Regions from separate parts of the Mus musculus genome. Here region 2 is linked to region 1. Evidence: chromatin contacts called from public Hi-C data. All regions are on one chromosome and are shown on one strand. The core of a region is the stretch at or near the end of the contact, and the rest is flanking DNA. Distances in the headings are between cores, read along the strand shown. Region 1 overlaps Tert (telomerase reverse transcriptase). Region 2 overlaps Slc6a19os (solute carrier family 6 (neurotransmitter transporter), member 19, opposite strand).

Evidence for each region. A called contact is a pair of places that touch in the nucleus more often than the background predicts.
Region 2: a contact with region 1 is called in a Hi-C map of double positive thymocytes, with 3 times the contacts expected there. The contact joins two enhancer-like sites. A contact is called at or near these places in 18 of 39 promoter capture datasets (the 3T3-L1 cell line, 3T3-L1-derived adipocytes, the C10 cell line and 12 more), 6 of 15 datasets of contacts at CTCF or cohesin (CD8 T cells, hippocampal excitatory neurons, large pre-B cells and 3 more), 95 of 484 Hi-C or Micro-C datasets (3T3-L1-derived adipocytes, the 63-12 cell line, B cells and 58 more), 17 of 115 datasets of contacts at active chromatin or transcription factors (the 230-238 cell line, CD8 T cells, DN3 thymocytes and 12 more) and 4 of 9 other capture datasets (adipose tissue, embryonic stem cells, liver and 1 more).

The regions. Positions count from the first base shown.
Region 1 is chr13:73,640,581-73,643,280 of GRCm38.p6, reverse strand. Tert (telomerase reverse transcriptase) reads right to left here. Exons shown (of 16, transcript NM_009354.2): 9 at 1,192-1,305; 10 at 845-916. Among named protein-coding and RNA genes, the nearest start is that of Tert, 15 kb to the right of the region's middle. Within about 2 kb of position 1,325, at least 8 of the 459 cell types and tissues checked have an H3K27ac peak or open chromatin away from gene starts, as enhancers often do. A contact at or near this core is called in the P5424 cell line and double positive thymocytes, where this site is marked.
Region 2 is chr13:73,708,400-73,711,099 of GRCm38.p6, reverse strand. It overlaps Slc6a19os (solute carrier family 6 (neurotransmitter transporter), member 19, opposite strand), which reads right to left. Exons shown (of 2, transcript NR_168890.1): 2 at 1,250-2,480. Among named protein-coding and RNA genes, the nearest start is that of Slc6a19, 9.0 kb to the right of the region's middle. Within about 2 kb of position 1,334, at least 26 of the 459 cell types and tissues checked have an H3K27ac peak or open chromatin away from gene starts, as enhancers often do. A contact at or near this core is called in the P5424 cell line and double positive thymocytes, where this site is marked.

The DNA.
Region 1 (2,700 bases), core at 76-2,575:
AGGGAGCCTCTTCTGTAATAGCTGATCTGAAGAAACCTCAAACTCTGCAGTGCCTAAGGAACCTCAATGTATGGTTGCTGCTCTGAAGCTAGGCTGTAGTACCTGATTCTAGTTTGAGCCACAGAAATTAACTTTACAACCAGATGTGCCCAAATCCCTGGCCTAACCTGTATATACTATAAACACAGTCTAGAATACACACTATAACCCACTAGTATGAATATTATGTAAGAGAAGTGATCACTCCTCGTGCAATAGCAGTGCCTCAATACACCAATGTTTAGTAAATCCAAATTCTCTAGTCTCTTCCTAACAATCCCATAAAGAAAAGCGACTCCACAGAACCTGTTCACCCAGTGCTTGTTCGTGGTGTGATGTGAAGTGTCCAAGTTGTCAGGAATGTTCTCAGGGACAACACATCTCCCAGGAGGGCTCTGTGCCTCAGGCCTTGGCAAATAGCCCTTCTGTGGACTCAGCTGGGAGGGATGGGAGTTAATGCCTGCTGTCCTACTTGGAGATTCTTTAAATACTGACACTGACCTGGTCTCTCACTGCATGCTCGGTGAGACCAAGCTGGATCAGCTATGAGTATCAGACTCTCTTCCTTGGTGCTACAGGCGTCCCATGCCTGGATGCACAGGTGAGGTGCCTCTGCCACTTGGTCTTGGTGACCATATGAGCCCCAGGCATGCAAAATTACTAACCAGTTAAATATGCTGCCTTAGCACATTTTATATCTTATACAGATGTAAACACACACACACACACACACACACACACACACACACACACACACACACACCCCTTGATAATACAGTAGAAACCCAGGCATGATGGTCCTTACCTGAGGAAGGTTTTTGCTTGGTCCAAGTGAGGCGTCACCAACAGAAAGTCATCAACAAAACGTAAAAGCAACCTAAATAAAAGACACATCAAGAGGTCTCACAGAGCATCTACCTTTAAGTGAGCCAACTTGTAACACTCTAAGTATAGGGATGCACATAGAAAAAACAAAGTGGTTCTTCAAAAAAAGAGAACAACAGTTTTACTGTCCTAACAAGAATGGCTCTGGGATGCTTCACAGCTTTTCATGAAGCGAAGGCAATGGCCTTTGTGTCTCGAACATAAACCAGCTGTGACACACACTCAGTGACCCAGCCCCTGGGAGCAGTAAAAGGAAAAAACATTTACCCATCCCGCTGCACCTCAGCAAACAGCTTGTTCTCCATGTCTCCGAAACACAGACTGCAGAGCAGGGTGGATAGGCTGGAGCCCTGGGGGATGCCCTGGCACTGCGTATAGCACCTGGTGGTGGTGATGGATATGGTCAGAAGCAGCAGCCGTGATGGGTTTCACACTTGTATCTGACATCCCTCCCCATGTGTGCATGAATAAACAGACACCTTCAGTGAACCTGCTCACAGGCCACATACACAAACAGTGGTATCTACCATTGTCAGCTGCTAAGACCTAAGAAGATAACAAGTTAAGTACTACCCTTATCTCTTCCATTCCCCACTCTTGCTACAACCTGGGGTGGTGCAGACCACATCCCTGTCCACCGACTCCAAGGCTATCCTATGAATAACAAGCAATCAGCCTCCTGAATATTTATCTGGGACAATTCATAGCAGCTTTATTAGTGAAGGGACATTCTTGGTGACAGCCGTGTGAAAAAAGTGAGTGCCTTCTCAGAGAACACAATGGAACCAAACATACATGCAGGTGCAGACACGCAGGTGCTGGCAGGGGTGGGTGTCACCAGATGGTCAGGACAAGGAGGTCACCCAGGCACCCCTCACATTTGCTAAGATCTTCTCCACTAGAGTAACAGGCAGGAAGCTCAGAGGCACTGTGCACTTGGATTTGACTTTTAAGTGCGTCAAGCAGAACCACGTGAGTAGGTTAAGTTTCCTGCCACATGGACATAGACTCATGAGTCTGTGCTCAGTGCTTTCAGGAGTCAGGCCCACCCTTGGCTGTGTTTGTGAGAAGACACTCAGTTGCACACTTGTAGCTTGTGGTGTCCCAGTATGCCCATCTAACATTTCCAATTACATTCTAATACATATTGTGAATTTAGATAATCAGGTATTCCTTGTCATGCCTGACTTCACCTCTAATAACCCTGGAATTCTGTTCAGTATTGGCGCTCCTAACAGTTCAGCAAAAAGGAGCCAAGTACTGTTGTACCAGTCTCACAGGTGGGGACTTTGGGTACAGAAGGTCCAACCAAATGCTTAAGCACTCAACCTTACATCGGATCCAGACACACAAAACAGGCCTTTGCAGGCTGGTGGGCTGCTCCAGCATAGAGCCAGTCTGGGCTCTCTTCACCACAGCAGTGCTTTTTAAAGAGTACCTGTTTGTTGATTTTTTTTTTTCTCCTTGAAAATGGGTTATAAACTGAATTATTTTACAGTGTGTTACATATTTAGCAAATGTCAAGTTACACAGCCTCTGAGTTCTATTGTCAAAAGCCTTTACTGAATCTATTGAGATGATCATGTGATTTTTTTTCCATTTTTTATTAGGTATTTAGCTCATTTACATTTCCAATGCTATACCAAAAGTCCCCCATACCCACCCACCCCCACTCCCCTACCCACCCACTCCCCCTTTTTGGCCCTGGCGTTCCCCTGTACTGGGGCATATAAAGTTTGTGTGTCCAATGGGCCTTTTTTTTTTTTTTTATCTTTA
Region 2 (2,700 bases), core at 85-2,584, 68 kb before region 1:
CATTCACAGTTCAGCACCAGCTTTCCACCTTCACACCAGACTACCTGCTGTTGCTGCACGGCCTCTTGGAGTTGTCTTGGCAAGGGATCTTGGAGATCTGGGGACCTGCCAAGCTCTTCCTAAAACACCCAATCTACCTTGATACTATGGGCTAGACTAGTCTTCAGTGAAACGTCCAACACAGCTTGATAGCTGCCAAGAAGTGCCTGAAGGTAATTCACCTGCATCTTATAGTAGGGAGCTAGTGCTCTGGGCTCAGGGGAGGGCTCACCCCAGAGTCTCTTTATACAGCTCCCATCTTCCCTACCCAGTGCCTCAGCCCAGTAGCCTGAGATACATGGACCTTATGGAGGCTGTGCTGGGCCTGTTTGTGCCTCTTAGTTGTGACACGCAAAGACTCAAGGGGGCAATGCTTAGATTGCCAGCCCACGGAAATAGGTGGAACAGCTTGTCACAGAAAACCTACAGAAGTCTGTGAATATGGAAACTGCCAAGCTAGCCTGAAGTTAAAGGAACATAAACCAATTCCATAACGTATGATTTTTCTATTTCTTAAATTGGACAAGATTGAAATGATAACTAACTAGTGCTCCCAGGGAGTCGAGGGACATCCTCCCCAAGGCCCCTTCCTGGAAGTGCTTCCTGGAAGTAGCTTTCATCTCTCTTAACCATCAGCCACTTTTTGAGAAATCCTGTGTGTGAAGAGTATAAGGAAGACTTCTGAAACAAGGTGCTTGTTTCAGCAGTGTTCATAATAGCTAAGGATCGCAGTCAAGCCCTGGCCACTAGCAGCAAAGCAGCAGATGGCTCTGGGGCTGAGGTAGTGGGTGTGCTCAGGGAGGTACCGGTCATTCTGGCTCCCCTTCTTTTCTGCACAAGGCTGAGGGTCAGTGGGTGCTATAACTCGGAGACAAAATCAAGCTGCATCCTGAATTGTTTCCGCCAAGATCTCTAGTAAGAAACAGCTGGCTGGCAGTCATCCCTTACAGGTTGAATGCTTCCTTGCCAGGCCTGCGAGGTGAGTCAAGCAGGGCTCCATTGGAGGAGCCGCCTCCTAGTAACCAGAGCCTAGAGGCTCACAGTAAATTTCTGATGCTTTCAGCACCAAGGTCTTGTTCTTTCTGTTTCTCCTCCCCGTGTCTGTTTCTCCCTCTTCTCCCCTGTCTCCCCTCTCTCTGCACCCCACCCCCACCCACTTGTCGCAGAAAGGTTTCAGAGATGACAAAGGCAGGAGACACAAACAAAATGTGCAGAGATGACTTTAAGGGGTGAGGCTAATATCGTGGGCTTAACTGCGGGCTCAGAGTCAATACTGAGCTTAGCAGAGGCTGGTGCATCCGGAGTCTTGTGACTTCTGAGTGCTGCTCAGCAACTCTGGCCTCCAAACACAGCTCCCCTGTAAACAAACTGCTTCAGACAAAGGTTAATGACTGCCCATCACGAGCCTTCTTCTGATGGCTTTCCTCCATGGCCTTCCTCCAATTTAGCCCTTCCCACAGGCCCCACAGAGGAGGGCTCCGGAGAGCCATCAGAGTGGATCCTCCTCTGTGCCTCATGGCCCAGGCACTGGAGTTTTCAGAACGTTACTGCTTGGTCTTTGAGATGGGCATCCTGTTCCAGCTCCTCACCCAATTTCTGCCTCTGCTCTCATAAGAAAGACACAAGGTGGATATTGTTGGGGGCACCATAGCAGGGCTTCAAACTTCTCTCCCTGTTCACTCCTCAGTGCAGTCAAGAAGCCCCAGCCATTCACCTTGGTCAACACAGGCCTGGTGGCTGTTAGCCACAGAAGATGGGATGTTACTGTGTATGACTGTCCCTTAACAGTGTGAGTTTTGGCTCTCCCTCTATAGGTCACGAGAGCATGCCAAATGCCTTTCACACCTGCTGCTTATATCTGAGTAGAGGTATAAATGCTAGGTCCTTTAGGGACATTTAACCTTGGGATGGTGGTGTCCTTGAGACCTGCTTTGGTGGCACAGGGATCAATGGCCAAGCCTGGGTTCCATGACATTCTCCTCTCCCTGAAAGACTAGCCTCTCTGCAACTGTCCCCACCCAATAGAAGAAGTCATTCTTCATGGAGGAGGGTAAGGATGGGGAGAGTTGAGAAGAAACCCTGAGACAGCCAAGGTCAGGGTCAGGCATCCTTCCCAATGGTCCTTCTGCTTCCTAGCAACCTGATGGGAACTAGAGTGCCACACAAGTATCTCTGAGGGCCAGGAATGTTCACGATGTTGACCACTTGGGGACCAGCTCTTGGGCCTGGTGATGCAGAAGCACTGCTCATTGGTGAGACCGAGGCCATGTGGCTGACCACTTCTTCAGTTATGGTAACCAAGCAGATGTTACAGACTTCAGGATCCTGACCAGGGCCGGGTGGACATGCAGTCTGAAAGGGCATCATCTTTTGGACACAGAAGGCTTCTTGTTCTGTCAGGATGCTCAGAAAGAAGTTCCTGAAGGCTGGGTGAGACTGCCCTGCACAGCAGAAAACACTGTAAGGACTGTGGCTCAAAGCATGGGGTAGGGAAAATGCATAGTGTCTAATAAGCCATCATTGACTCTGGTAACTGTGAGTGCCTGTTACCAGGACTTTCCATCCCCCACTGTGCCTCATGAGCCTGCCCTTCTCACCCTTTGAAGAAGCTGGTAGATATGTGATTTCTTTGGTCAGCAGGATGGCTCATCCTTGCCCTTT